Regions from separate parts of the Callithrix jacchus genome. Here region 2 is linked to region 1. Evidence: chromatin contacts called from public Hi-C data. All regions are on one chromosome and are shown on one strand. The core of a region is the stretch at or near the end of the contact, and the rest is flanking DNA. Distances in the headings are between cores, read along the strand shown. Region 1 holds the start of JMJD4 (jumonji domain containing 4). Region 2 holds the start of WNT9A (Wnt family member 9A).

Region 1 (7,088 bases), core at 1,164-3,663:
CCGTGGGGCTTGCTCAGCAGGGAAGTGGGTATTAGACTGGGACCACCTCATGCCACAGCGAACCCAGGGCAAGTAGATCTAGGGACCAGCAGGGGTGAAACAGGCTGGGCCTCAGTGATGCCACCTTGTGAAGGGACCAGCCTCACCCACGAGCCACCCCATCCCAGCCCCGCTCTGGCTGGGACAGTGGGGAGGAGGTGCTGCCGTCTTCCTGCAGGAAGGCCCCTGACAGGAGCAGGAGAGCAGCACATCCTGGATCCAGGCCTCAGGGCGCCTCACTGCCTTACCAGGTTGTGTACCTGGTGGTGCCAGCCACTGGGCACAAACAGCATCTCGCCCGCCTCCTGCGTGACCTCCAGGGGTGGGCAAGCAAGCCGGCCCTGCGGGTACAGGTGTGTGTCGCAGAGTGCCGGGGAGGTGACGTCGTAGGGCAGGCTGCCGTGGCGGTCCCGCAGAGTCTCCTCCTGCCCTGGTGGGAAGAGGAGCCACTTCTTCCTCCCACAGATGTTGACGGACCAGCTGAAGGAGCGGAAGATGTCAGCGTGGAATGGGGACCTGCAGCAGCAAGAGCGTCTGGTTCGTGCCTGCAGGAGCTGGTACGGGCTTTGCTTGGCACCCTAGAGGCCTCCAACTGAAGGAGGGTGGCCCCTTGGTCTCGAGGCACCCACTGTGAGGCCTGTGCCAAGCAGCCCCCTCTTGCCACCCTGAGCCTCCCAGCCCGCCACCCCCACATCTGTGGTCTCACCAGCTGCCTGCAGGCCCTGCGTACACAAAGCGGTAGTCGTCCACCTCGAGCGCGTCCCAGAACTCATTCAGCCAGTCAGAAGAGAAGTACACTGGCAGGGTGAATGCGTCCTCTGCTGCCGCCGGGAAGTCCCTGTGAGGAGGGTGCACCACCAACAGCGCGTGAGACACAAGACCAGGGCAACACGAGTGGGCACCTGAGAACACCCACCTCCAGTGCAGCTGCCAAATGCCTGCAGCCAAGGGGCCGCAGCACCTTCTCTGAGCCAGCTGCTGCTGCTGGTGGGGTGGGGGGAGATGGTCTGACGCCAATGGTTCACTTATGAAAAAGTTCTGCTCATGCCTATAATCAGTGTTTTGACCCCAGGAGTTCAAGTCCAGACAGGGCAACATGGGATAATTTAGTCTCTTACCAAAAAAAAAAAAAAAAAAAAATTAGCAATTAGCTGGGCGTGGAGGTGCATGCCTATAATCTCAGCTACTAGGAAGGCTGAGGGGATCCATTTAAAAAAAGGAAAAAAAAGGCCGGGCGCGGTGGCTCAAGCCTGTAATCCCAGCAGTTTGGGAGGCCGAGGCGGGTGGATCACGAGGTCAACAGATCGAGACCATCCTGGTCAACATGGTGAAACCCCGTCTCTACTAAAAATACAAAAAATTAGCTGGGCACGGTGGCGCGTGCCTGTAATCCCAGCTACTCAGGAGGCTGAGGCAGGAGAATTGCCTGAACCCAGGAGGCGGAGGTTGCGGTGAGCCGAGATCGCGCCATTGCACTCCAGCCTGGGTAACAAGAGCGAAACTCCGTCTCAAAAAAAAGGAAAAAAAAACCATATTGACCTCCCAAAGAACAACACTTGCACCCATGCCGAAGACAACCCAGTTTCTTTTAAACAGATTAAAGTACTTCACGGGGGGAAACAGCTCCTCTTGGTGCCGCCTGGGCCACCTCCCTGAGAAAGGCCTCTGGGTTCCCGTGCTAGGGAAGGCAGCGCCTCGGTGCATCCCAAGCCCCATTACCTGCAGAGGTGCCAGTCTTTGAGGTAGAGACAGCCCCTAGGAGAGGAGTAGCCCCCCCGGATGTACTCTTTCCAGTAGGTGATGTAGTCTCTGAGGGGCATGTGCTCTTTGGGGTTCGAGTTGTATTCCTGGACCCCACAGTTTGCCACTGGTACAACCACGTCTCCTGAAATGAAAGTCAGGCACGGTCCATGCCATTTCCCTGGGCCCCGTCCACACTCCAAACCGTCTGCAGAGGAACTCTCGAGGCGCCACGCGCCCGGCCCCCTCACCCTCCCTGGTGCCCCTCTCTGGGCGGGGACCTCATGAGCCCGGGTCCCGCCGGCCGCCCCTCCCTGCCCGGGGTCTGCGTCCGCCGCCCCACCGTAGGTCCGCAGCAGGTGGTCGAAGTCGGGCCTCCCCGCGGGAGTCACCCAGCGCCGTCGGCTGCCCCAGCCCTGCGTGAAGGCTCTGGAGAACACGCAGGGCAGGTTGGGCAGCAGGAAGCCCCGCACGAAGTCGGCGTAGGAGAAGGCGCCCGGATCCGAGACAAAGGCCACCCGGTCCGGGGCCCGGCCGACGCCAGCCACACCGCCCCCCAGGCCTCGGAAGTGGCGGTCAGCAAGCGCGCGCGTCTCGCGGTCCATCCGGCCGGGCTGGGGTCGAAGGACCCCCTCCTCACTTCCGCCGGAGCAGAAAGGGTAAGGACAAGCCTCGGAACCAGAAAGCGCAAGGCGCTGCGTTTCCGCCCGACCCGCGCCTGGGGCGCCCGCCCCGCACGCCCGCCCTGCGCCTGCGCAAGGCTCGCCGCGGCGCCTCGGATCTGCTCTGGGGCAAGTCTGGCGTCCCTCAGGTGAGCGACGGCACTGACCTGTTGGGGGCCCGGCCCAAGCACTGGTGTCCGCCCTTGTCTCCGTCCGCGCGCTGTGGCTGACACAGCCCGAGCCCTCCTTCCCGCATCTCTGGTGGGGGGCGGGGTATGCGGGCAGCGCTGGGAGAGGGGCGGGGACAGAGGCGGTTCTGGGCGCGGGGGTGCGGCGGTGTGGGGGCGCCTGGGGATGATGGAACCCGGAGGGAACGGTGGGACCCAGAGGGAGATCTAGGGGGGCCCTAGGATGGTGGGACCTAGCGGAGATGGTAGGGTCCTGGAGGGGACGATGGGGACTTGGAGAAGATGGTGGCACTTGGAGAGGATGGGGACAGTGGGGACCTGGAGGGGACGAAGGGACCTGGAGGGGATGGGGGTAGTGGGGACCTGGAGAGGATGGTGGGATCATGGACGGGATGGGCGGGTCCTGGAGGGGATGGTGGGGATCTGGAGGGGATGGTGGGGATCTGGAGGGGATGGTGGGGACCTGGAGGGGATGGTGGGATCTGGAGGGGATGGTGGGGACCTGGAGGGGATGGTGGGGATCTGGAGGGGATGGTGGGATCTGGAGGGGATGGTGGGGACCTGGAGGGGATGGTGGGAACTGGAGGGATGGGGACAGTGGGGGCCTGGAGGTGATGGTGGGGTTGTGGAGGGGATGGTGGGGACCTGGAGGGGATGGTGGGGGCCTGAAGGGGATGGTGGGGATCTGGAGGGGTTGGTGGGGATCTGGAGGGGATGGTGGGGACCTGGAGGGTATGGTGGGACCTTAAGGGGATGGTGGGATCTGGAGGGATGAGGACAGTGGGGGCCTGAAAAGGATGGTGGCACCTGGAGGACATGGGGCAGTGGGGACCTGGAGGGGATGGTGGGGGCCTGAAGGGGTTGATGGGGATCTGGAGGGGATGATGGGGACCTGGAGGGGATGGTGGGGACCTGGAGGAGATGGTAGGGGACCTGGAGGGGTTGGTGGGGATCTGGAGGGATCGATCAGTGGTACCTAGAGGGTATGCTGGGATCTAGAGAGGATGACAGGGACCTGGAGGAAAATGTAGCGGGGGGAGCCGAAGGGGTCAGGGTGACCTAGATGGGAGAATGGGGCCCACAGGGGACCTGGAGGGCATGGCAGGGGGACCCAGGGGACAACGGTTGTCTGGAGAAGATGGTGGGGAATGAGAAAGAGTGTGAAATGAAGGTGTGGTGGGACTGTGGGTGGGGATTTGGGGCTTGCGTACACATGAGCAGGGCTGAATTTAGAGGACATCAGAGTGGTGACATGAGGAGTGTTTTGCCAAACTTGCAACTGGAGTCACCCCAAAAGTGGCAGCAAGGGAGTTCCCCACACTATCCTCAGGTGGGACCAGTTGGGATTCCAAAGAAAGAAGTGCTAAATGCATGGGGAGCCCAGAGCAGTTTTTTGTTTTGTTTTTCATTTTGGAGATGGTGTGCAGTGGTATCATCACAGCTCACTGCAGCCTCCACCTCGTGGGCTTAATCGGTTCTCCTGCCTCAGCCTCCCAAATAGTTGGGACTACAGATAGGAGCCACCATGCCCAGTTTAGTTTTCTTTTCTTTTTCTTTTTCTTTTTTTTTTTTTTGAGACAGAGTTTCGCTGTTGTTACCCAGGCTGGAGTGCAATGGCGCGATCTCGGCTCACCGCAACCTCCGCCTCCTGGGCTCAGGCAGTTCTCCTGCCTCAGCCTCCTGAGTAGCTGGGATTACAGGCACGCGCCACCATGCCCAGCTAATTTTTTGTATTTTTAGTAGAGACGGGGTTTCACCATGTTGACCAGGATGGTCTCGATCTCTTGACCTTATGATCCACCCGCCTTGGCCTCCCAAAGTGCTGGGGTTACAGGCTTGAGCCACTGTGCCCAGCCCTCTTTTTCTTTTTTTGTAGAGACAGGGTGTACAAAAATAACGCAGACACAGGTCTCTGTGTTGCCCAGGTTGGTCTTGAACTTTTGAGCTCAAGTGATCCTCCTGCCTTGACCTCCCTAAGTGCTGGGCTTACAGGTGTTAGCCACTGCACCAGGCCCTGCCTAGAGCCTTTGTTAGCAGAACTTTCACACAGAGTTGACTGTAGCAGTCCTTGAGATGGGCAGTAAGGGAAGAGGGATGTCCTCTCCAGGTATGTGTCTGGCAAGGGAGGTGGGTTATGGAGTTTATAGGAAGCTTTCAGGAATTTGGCCCAGGGGCAAGATCATTTTATTTGTAGATAGCTTCTTCCAGGCCTGGAAATGTTCAGGGCCCTGGATTGGGTTGAAGCCTGGTGGGAAAAACCTATGGCTGGGACACAGCGGGGGTCAGGGTACTCCATGATTTTTGGCCAGGACATGAAAGTGGGGGGCCACGGGGAACTCTATGTGATGTATGTCTTGGTGTGCTGGAGAAATAAAAGACTTGACAGCTCAAAGCTACCCACATGGACACAGAGGTAAGAGAGCAGATTTATTGCCCCTGAAGCCTGGCAGACTGTGTGCATGTAGGCGCTCTGCGACAATGTGCAGAGTCTGGGCATTTTCCCAGGCGCCTTGACAGGCAGATGGAAGGAGGAACAGTTAGAACTGCTCATCTCTCCCAGAGAATTGAGAGGCAGCTTTTGCTGGTTTGCTCTCAGTGAGAGGCCTTTGATTTCGGTTTGGCAGTCTGATGACAGTCTAGGGGCTGGCAGGCCATGACTGTGTTTTGTGAAATCTGGACACTGGCCTGTCTCATCCCAGACCAAACGGAGGCATCCTAAGGGAGAGGGGGACACCTGCCTTCCCTTTATGAAGTGATGGCAATGTTGTTTTATTTACTATTATGAACCGGGATAAGGGAGGTTCTGGGAGTGCGGGGGCTCAGATCCTTGCTGGGGACTCTTTCCAAAGAGTGTGAGGTTTACCCAGGAGAACAGGGAGGATCAGAAGAGGGGAGGACTAGGAGGAAAGTGAGTTTTGGGAGTCTGAGTCCACTGGAGGTGGGATTGGGGGCCATAGGGGCAGGGACAGGAGGTGGGCAGTTGCTTTGAGGATTGTGTGATTGAGTATATGCTGTGGTCCCTTCCTGGTAAGCCCCACTGTGACTTGTTTGGTCACAGTATGGAATTCTTTATTCGGTTCTTTTACACTAGAAAACGAGAATGTCTGGAGAAGTTACAATTGAGGAGAAAGAATCATCTCCAGTTCCATCAGAGATGACTGTTTTTTTTTTTGAGATGGAGTTTCGCTGTTGTTACCCAGACTGGAGTGCAATGGCACAATCTCGGCTTACCGCAACCTCCGCCTCCTGGGTTCAAGCTATTCTCCTACCTCAGCCTCCCAAGTAGCTGGGACTACAGATGCGCACCACCATGCCCAGCTAATTTTTGTATTTTTAGTAGAGACGGGGTTTCACCTTGTTGACCAGGATGGTCTCGAACTCTTGACCTCGTGATCCACCCGCCTCAGCCTCCTGAAGTGCTGGGATTACAGGCGTGAGCCACCGCGCCCGGCCTGAGATGACCGTTTTTGTTTGATTTTTTTTTTTTTTTTTAGACAGAGTCTCACTCTGTTGCCCAGGTTGGAGTTCAGTGGCGTGATCTTGGCACACTGCAAACTCCGCCTTCTGGGTTCAAGTGATTCTCTTGCCTCAGCCTCCTGAGTAGCTAGGATTGCAGGTGTGCACCACCATGTCTGGCTAATGTTTGTATTTTTAGTAGAGATGGGGTTTCACCATGTTGGTCAGGCTGGTCTCAAACTCGACCTCATGATCTGCCAACCTTGGCCTCCCAAAGTACTGGGATTACAGGCTTGAGCCACTGCGCCTGGCCGAGATGACCGTTTTTTATTTCCTGGTGTAGAGCCAGCTTTTCTACGTTCCTTCACACATGCATTCATTCATTCATTCATTCATTCTCTCTCTTTGCTCTTCTCTCCCCCTAGTCCTTGTCTAAATGTTCATGCACATGTGCACACACACACACACGTGCGCGCGCGCGCACACACACACACACACACACACACCGTTTCTTTCTCCATAATGTATAATATGCGTATGTGAACTTTCGCTGGTTTTAGTCTTTTTTAAAAATTTAACAATATGCTGTAACATCTTGCCACATATTGACCTGAATATTGACAATTAATTGACCTTGCCATGTATTGTTCCTTAATTGCTAGTAGTCATTTGATTTTGGTTGTGGCACATGCAGATCGAGGGAGGTCAATGGGAAAGATGTGGGGAGCAGAGTGTTTATAATTGTCCCGAGATCTTGGTATATGGTTCCAAGTTTGCCTCATGGGGAAACTGAAATTCAGGTGGGCATTGCCTGGGAGGAGTTCCTGAAGCCCTATGGTTGAGCCTCAGTTTCCTAAGAAAGGGGCATTTGGGCCACCAGATCCACAGCTCCCCTAGATCACTGAGTTTCTAGGACTTGATGGGAGATGGAGGTCTCGTTCTTGAGATGGAACTCTGTGCTTTAGTTCCCTGGTCCGCAGGTGCCCCCTGGGGTCAGTGTCAC
Region 2 (7,657 bases), core at 2,499-4,998, 180 kb after region 1:
GCTTCTAGGTACCCCAAGAACCGAAAACACACACACATAACCACACACCAACACTCACAGCAACGGTACCCATCAGAGCCAAATGGTGGAAACGGTGCAGATGTCCCTCAACTGACGAAATCTCTGAGGTTCATCCAGTCGGGTCTGACTCAGTGATAAGAAGGAAGGCGACAGGACGCGTGCTACGGCGGTGATGCTAAGTGAGAGCAGCCAGGCATGGAGGCCACACCGCACAGGATTCCATTTCTAGGAAACGCCCGGGACAGGCGGACCCATGGAGACAGAACACAGACGAGTGCTTGCCAGGGACTGGGGGAAGGGATGGCAGCGACCGCCTAATGCGTATGAGGTTTCTGGGGTGAGGAAAATGTTCTGGAATCAAACAGTGGTAAGAGCTGCAAGGCCTGGCAAATGAGGTACTCAAAACCACGGGGATATGTACTTTAAAAGGGTGGATTTCACAGGACGTGAGTTACATCCAATAACAAAAGCCACCGGGCCCCTGATTCGCAGTGGTCACTCCCTTCAGCCTGGGCTCTGGATCAGTTCCAAGCACCTTCCAGTCCCGACGGCTGGCTCTGGAGCCACAGCCGGGGGCACCTCAACAATCCCTCAGTGCCAGCCTTGCTCATGCCTCTTCCAGGCAGGCCTCCAGGCTACTGAGGCCCAGAGAAGGGGACAACCTGGCAGGGCCGGGCCTCCCACCATCTCGGCCCCCAGAGTGGCCTGCAAATGTTTCCTGAGTTATCTACAAGGCCACCACCACAAAACAGCCTCAGGGCCTTTAGAGAACAGCCCCCGTGGGAAGCTGCTGCCCTTGTCCCAAGCTAGCCGGGACCCCTAAGGATAAGGCCACAGTGCCAGGGAGCCAGGCAGCCCACCAGCCAGGGGCAGGGGTTCAAGCCCCACTGGGCACCAACAGCCCCCAGACCCAGCCCCGACACCACATCCAGTGTGTGGGCCCAGCCGAGGAGCAGCCCCAGCGTCTAATCCGGACCCACCATCTTACCTGAGACCACAACCCAGCAAGGGTGAGGCCAGAGGGGCCTCCCAACAGAGGACAAGCCATGTCCTCAGGCCACCCCCAGGCCTACCCTCTCGCTGCAGCCTCAGGAGAGGGTCTGAGTCTGCACCCCAAGCCCTCCCCATGGCCTCAGGCTGGCCTCCCTGCTTACCCCTCTGTCTAGAAGGGCTTGGGGCCAAGCCAGCAAGGAGGCATGGGGACACGGCCCTGGGAGAACCAGATGGAAACTCCACCTGCTAGCCAGGCGGAGGTGCAGGGCCAGGCCAAGGGAGCCTCTTCCCCACAGGGGGTCCAGCCTGGTGGCCAGAGGCTTCCAGGAGGGCAGCAGGCACCGGCCAGGGTTGGGTTGCAGCTCAGGGAGGGGGCAGCGAGGACTCCCGTGGGCCCACATGACCCTCCCCCAGGCCAGGCTCTCCTCTCCGGGTTCCTGGGCTGTAACTGGAGCCGCGTTCTTGCCCGGGAGCCTCCGTGCCAGGCAGAGCTCTCAAGAGGGGGGAAGGGAAAAAAAGGCCCTAGATCCCAGCCCCTTCTCCCTGCTCCCTGGACTGGAGCTGGGGAGGGCCACACTGGCCCCGATCCAGCTCCACCTGGCCTCTAATGCCCTGGGCCGCCCCTGCCTTCGCTGGGCCAGGAGCCACAGTCCCAGACCCCAACCAGCAGGAGAGGCCTTTCTCTACACACAAGCCAGCCTGGAGCCCTTTGTGCCCTCTTCCCCTCCACAGCCCAACCTCAGGAGCTGACTAGAGTTGGGGAGCCTGGCCTGCCCTGACCCAGGACGCCTCCCCAGCCCCTGGTTCGGGAAGGCGCTCATTCTCCGTCAAACAGAGTCCTAGCTGCCCTCTTGCAATGCCAGCTGTCCCTGAAGGCTTTGCCCTCTGGACTTCCCACATGGCGGCTATGTGGAGAACTGCCCTCAGGACAGGACTCAGGAATCCTCCCTTGATGGGCCCTTTGCAGCTAAGAAGCAGGGCCCAGGGGGCCTGGCCAGAGAAGCCACCACAGCAAGAAAGCAAGAGAGCTGAAACACACGCACTCAGCTAAAGCAGCAGAGCCCCTTGACCTCCACCGGGGCGCAGAGCCCAGAGACAGATCAGAGGAGGAGAGGCCAGGACCCAGCCCCACCCCGTCGCCAGGAATCGGATCACAGCAGGGACAAAGCCGCCCAGCCCAGACAAGCCCAGGGTGTGTCCGGAGCCAGAGGAGCAGAGCCTCCGCTGGGCCGGAGAGCAGGGAAGCACAGCTGGCTGGCAAGGCCCCCGTGACTCACCGCGGACCTGTGGCCCTCCCTTCTGCCTTCCCGGGTGAGGCTACGGGCTGCACAGATGGCGTGCCGTGGCGTGCCAGCCCGGCCCAGGGCCGTACCCACAGTCGGAGCCAGGAGAGGGTTGTGGGTGGGGGCCCCAGGGAACGGAGACACCGAGCTGACCCTGGAAGACGACCCAGAAGAAAGGAACGGAGAGAAAAAAGGCGGAGAAAGAAAAACACAAAGGGAAAGTTTCCCATGAAAATATTTTATTTTCTTTGAGAACAGGATACACCTGCAGGGCTCCTCGGCCCAGGCGGCCTCTCCCCACCCTGGCGGGTGCCAGATTCCTGGACCAACGGGGCCCTCTGCCGGCCAGGCAGCCTCGCGCCGGCGCTCGGGCCAGAGGGCCGGGAACAGGTGACCGGCGGAGGGCGGCGGCCCAGGGAGCGGCCCAGGGCGCCCAGGTCGGGGGCTGGGATCCGAAGGCCAACCAGGGCTCCCAGGGGCGGCGCCCGGGGCAGAGGTGGGAGAGTGGCGGGGAGGCCGGGGGCGCTGCCTCGCACGGTGCCACCCTGCACCTCGGCGTGCCCGAAGCGCGGCGAGGTCCCTATAAGGTCGCTGGGCTGGGCATCCCCGACCTGGGAGGGGGGAAGGGAAGGAAAGGCAGAGAAACGCGCCGACAGCCCGGCAAGGCGCCGCTGCAGACACACGCGAGCACCGGCAGTGACACCGCGGGACGCTCCGGCCGGGCCCTGCGCTCCAGGCCAGGTCCTGCAGACGCGCTCCCGCGGGCAGGGGTCCACGCCACAGCGTCAGAAGCAAAGCGCAAGAAAAACAAATTCCTCCAGCTTGGAGGGTTTTTTTTTCTTTCTTTCTCCCTTTGGGGCTCAGCGCAAGGAACATCTGGATTTTGTACGTATTTTTGTTACTGTTAAATAACTTCTCGAGGAGAGAAAGGCGGGGAGCTGCTAGGTGGGCGATGGGCTGCGGCCGAAGACTCAGGCTCCAGCCGTTTGGCAAGCACAGGGCGGCCCCAAGAAGCCGGGACCTGATCCCAGTCCCTAATCGAGAGGCGGTCCCGCTCACCGCGGCGGCGACCACCACGATTCCGCGGTCACGGAGGACGGCGGCCCCGCGCAAGCCCGACGGGTCCGCCCGCCTCTCTACCGTGCCCCGCCGCGGAGCGGACGGAGCGACGCGCGCGCGGCAAACACACAGCGCCAGGCAACCCGGCGGCCCCGCCGCGCCCCGGCCCGAGCCACCCCCGGGACTCCGACGCCCCCGCCCCGGCTCTGCCGCCCCCGCCCACCCGTGCGCGCCGGCCGCGGAAGGCACCTACCCGAAGTAGGCGGCCGAAGGGCGCAGCGCGGCGAGCAGCAGCGTCAGCCCGAAGGCCGCGGCCAGCCAGCGCGCCAGCGGGGGCCCATCCAGCATCTTGCCGCGCCGCGGCGGCCGACCATCGCGCTCCCAGCTCCGCGCAGGACGCGTCGCGGCCGCCGCCCTCTTATAGCGCCCGGAGCGCGGCCAGCTGGGCCCGGCCCCGCCCCGCGCCCGGGAGGGGATCACGCCGGCGCCGGGGGCGGGCCGAAACCCGAGCCGCGCGCGCGCCCGCCCGCCCGCCGGCCCCTCCTGGCCACGCGGGGCCCCGGCCGCCTCTCCCGGCGCGGGTCTCAGGCGCGCCCCGCCCGCGGGGACGGAGGAAGGAGGGGCGGAGAGCGGTGGGAACCGAGGGCGGGGCGGGCGAGAACTCTGGGCGGCCGCCGCGGGACGGCTTCGGGGGGCCGGGGGCGGGCGCGGGGAAGCGGGTAGAGCGTTGGGGGCGCTGCCGGCGGAGCTTGGGGTGGCCCCGGGGGCGGGACCGAGGGGGAGGGGAGGGGAGGCGTTGGCGGCCGGGCTAGCTGCCGGCGGGGCTCGAGGCTGGGACGGTCGGGGATGCAGAGGACCCGGGCGTCTACCCCGAGTTGGGCGCTGCGCTGCTGCCCTGGGGGAAGCCTGGCGAGGAGGAGGCGGGCTAGCCGGCGATGCCTGCGCCCTTTGCGCCTGCTAACCCCCTCAAGAGCGGGGCCAAGGAAGCGCTCCTCTCTGGCGGGCACGGTGGCTGCTTTGGGCCTGGGGATGAAGCGACGTGGCCTGTTGGGGCTGAGAGGTGAGTCGCTCTATCTTTTGGGGTCCTGGTGGTCTCCCCATTCTTAAATTGTGGGAGGGGAGCTAGCGGCTAAGACACTGCCACACCAGCCATCGGGCGACGCCCTTCTCCTGTTTCCTGGCCGGGACTGGGGAGAAAGAGGACTCCTGGGATGGAAGGTGCACGCCCAGGCAGCTAGAAGGGCAGAGTCGCCGCCCAGAGACTCGTCCCCGCTGCTGATGCGGATTCAGAGCCGCTTCTGAAGCAGGATGGTGTCAGAGGACCCAGAGCTGGCGTTAGGACACAGGTGCACACGTTCCAGACGGAACGTCCAGGAGAAGGCTTTGAGGTTCTTTGGATGGGGCCTCTGTGCCGCAAAGCAAGAGACACAAGAACGGGTTCCGGATCCAGGCTGGTGGAGGCATGTCATTCACCTGCCACCTGCAGACCCTGGTCAGTGCGGGGTGGTGCCCCCCCCCCACAGGCCAGGCTGCCAAGACCAAGAACACTTAGGGCCAGCGAGCCTGCCCGGCCACGTGCTGCAGGGGCCTCAGAGACCTGGGCTTCGGGACCAGCACTGCCCCCGGGAAGGAAGGCCTCTCTAGGCAGTGACCTCTGCGTCTGCAGGGGCTGATTCTGGCACAGTGACCGCAGGACCCGGGGGGAAGAGCAAATGCCCCAGAAGGCTGTGAAACCCTGCCCATCAGCGACCTGACTGTGGCAGTGACAGGTGGATATGAGGAGTCCTCAGGAGAAGAAAACAGCAGAAAATGGCCCCCATGAGGGTTCTGAGCCACCCTCACCACCTCTTGGGCTCTTGGCCCTGCTTCCCTGGGAAAGCCTGGCCACGTGGGCCACCCTGGTGACCATGCCCTTCCTGAGTCCATCCTGGCCAGCTTGCCACGTGAGCTCCAGGTACATGTGGGGCAGGGTAAGGCTGGGGCAGGGAGGAGACTGGGCCCGGCAGTCACTCCCTCTTGGGCCTTAGTTTCCCCGTCTGAGACCCAACCAACTCCAGTGACTGGTGGCTTTTCTCTAAGGTGTGATGTCCTGTATGAGAGCCCTGGCCCCTGGTTCTGCTTTTCCACTGAGTGTGACTGGCCTCACATCCTTCCCCATCCATAGGACCCCCTCCTGTGGGGTGGGGAGAGGGCACTCATTTGTCCTCTTTTGCTCATGAGGGGATGAGCCGCCTCCCTTGAAGTGGGGCTGGCTCAGCAAACGGAGGGCAGACGGCAGCCCAGCCACCCAGGCTGCAGCAACCCCGGGGAGGCCCACGTGCTGCACAACCGTGGGCACCAGTGAGCCCCCAAGGTCCAGCTCTAGCACCTGGAGGCAAGAGGCAGCAGAGGAGAGCAGGCAGGCGATCACAGGCTTAAAGGCATGGAGATTGCCTCCAAGAAGAGGCGTGAGATTGTAAACATGCATCACAAGCCTCTGGCAACACAGCTCCCGTCCACTGGGCGTGAAGCGCTCTCCCGGTTAGCTGTCCCAGGCAGCGTAGTGGTCCCTGAGGAACGAGGCAGCTGCCTGGCCGGCTGAGGGCGAGGGGTCTCTAGTCCCAGCCCTGGACTCTGGGAACACATTTGGTGCACGAGGGTGCTGAGAAGGAACATCCAACATCCATGGACTCAGGAAGGGCCCTGCTGTTTCCCCAGAGGAGGGAGGCCATCAGCTCCTGGCAGCTTTCGGTGGTGGTGGGACTGACAGGCCAGACCTGAGTGGCCCCACCAAACCCCCACTTGAAGCCCCCGCCCAGCCAGGAGCCTATCAGGACCCAGAGCATGTGGCTGACAGGACCCAGGGCACATGGGTGGTAGGGCCCAGTGCCCTATGCAGGGGGTAATGCCACAGATACCCCTGAGGTCTGGCAGACTGGCCCAGCTCTCACCTCCCTGCACCTGGGATGATGGTGACAGACCGAGGTGGTCCCCTCAGCCTACCTGGACCCAAGGGGAACCACACTCCCTCCCACAAATCTCCCACACCCTCTTCCACAAATCTCCCAGCCTCAAACTCCCTTTCATGTCTGGCTGCCCTCACCCACCACGGTCTGCCTGCTGTCTCAACTGCAGCAGCTGGTGGCCCCTCCCAGAGGGCAGCGTTCACCCGCCCAAGGGCACATGGCGCTAGGGAGGCAAGCGCCTGCTCCCGCCCCCTGCTTCTCCCACCTAAGCCACATCCAGACAACCTTGGGCACGGTGTGAGGGGGAGACATTTCCCAGGGAGGGTGGGCTTTTTCACTGCCATCCAGTAGACTGCAGTCTGGCCCATGGCAAAGTGGCCTCTGTGTTTCCATTGGAGAAGCCGAGGCTGCTGGTTCTCTGGCTGGAAGGTGCGTCGTACCCACAACTTCCCACGGCCTCCCAGCCCTAAGAAGCTCTCCAGGTAAGGGGAGGGGAGTAGGCAGGATAAGCCATCTCCGGCCCACAGTCGGGTGAACAGAAGTCTAACGCCAATCAATACCAGGCCAGGTGTGGGGCTTACCCCTCTATTACCAGTACTTTGGGAAGCCAGGTATGGACGCCAGAGGCCCGGAGTTCCAGACTAACCTGACCAACAAAGAAGACCTTGTGTCTATAAAGAAAGAAAGAAAGAAAGAAAGAAAAACAAATTAGCAGGCTGGGCACAGTGGCTCATGCCTGTAATCGCAGCACTTGGGGAGGCTGAGGCAGGTGGATCACCTGAGGTCAGGAGTTCAAGACCAGCCTGACCAACGTGGTGAAACCCTGTCTACTAAAAATAAAAAAATAAAAAATTAGCCTGGTGTAGTGGTGGGCACCTGTAATCATTATTACTCAGGAGGCCAAGGCAGGAGAATCGCATGAACCTGGGAGGCAGAGGTTGTAGTGAGCCACGATTCAGTCATTGCACTCCAGCCTGGACGACACAAATGAAATTTCATCTAAAAAAAAAAAGGAAGAAAAACAAATTAGCTGGGCCAGGCACAGTGGCTTATGCCTGTAATCCCAGCATTTGGGGAGGCTGAAGCAGGCGAATCACTTGAAGCCAGGAGTTCGAGACCAGCCTGGCCAACGTGGTGAAACCCTCTCTACTAAAAATACAAATAAAAAAAATGAAACAAGTTAGGTGGCCATTACAGTGTGTGCCTGTAGTCTCAGCCACTCAGGAGCCTGGGGAAGGAGGATTGCTTGAGCCCAGGAGTTCAGGGCTGCACTGAACTATGATTATACCACTGCACTTCAGCGTGGGCAACAGAGCGAGAGCCTGTCTGAAAAAAATTATATTAAAAATTCCGAAG

The links. A called contact is a pair of places that touch in the nucleus more often than the background predicts.
Region 2: a Hi-C map of skeletal muscle shows a contact between it and region 1, with 5 times the contacts expected there. The contact joins the promoter of WNT9A here to the promoter of JMJD4 in region 1. A contact is called at or near these places in 2 of 3 Hi-C or Micro-C datasets (both in skeletal muscle).

The regions. Positions count from the first base shown.
Region 1 is chr19:38,617,173-38,624,260 of calJac240_pri, forward strand. JMJD4 (jumonji domain containing 4) reads right to left here and starts at 2,414. Exons shown (of 6, transcript XM_078357090.1): 1 at 2,123-2,414; 2 at 1,759-1,924; 3 at 770-877; 4 at 300-555. The coding sequence starts at 2,384. SNAP47 (synaptosome associated protein 47) reads left to right here and starts at 2,529. Exons shown (of 7, transcript XR_013529912.1): 1 at 2,529-2,590.
Region 2 is chr19:38,794,966-38,802,622 of calJac240_pri, forward strand. It overlaps WNT9A (Wnt family member 9A), which reads right to left and starts at 3,749. Exons shown (of 4, transcript XM_035280681.3): 1 at 3,610-3,749. The coding sequence starts at 3,704.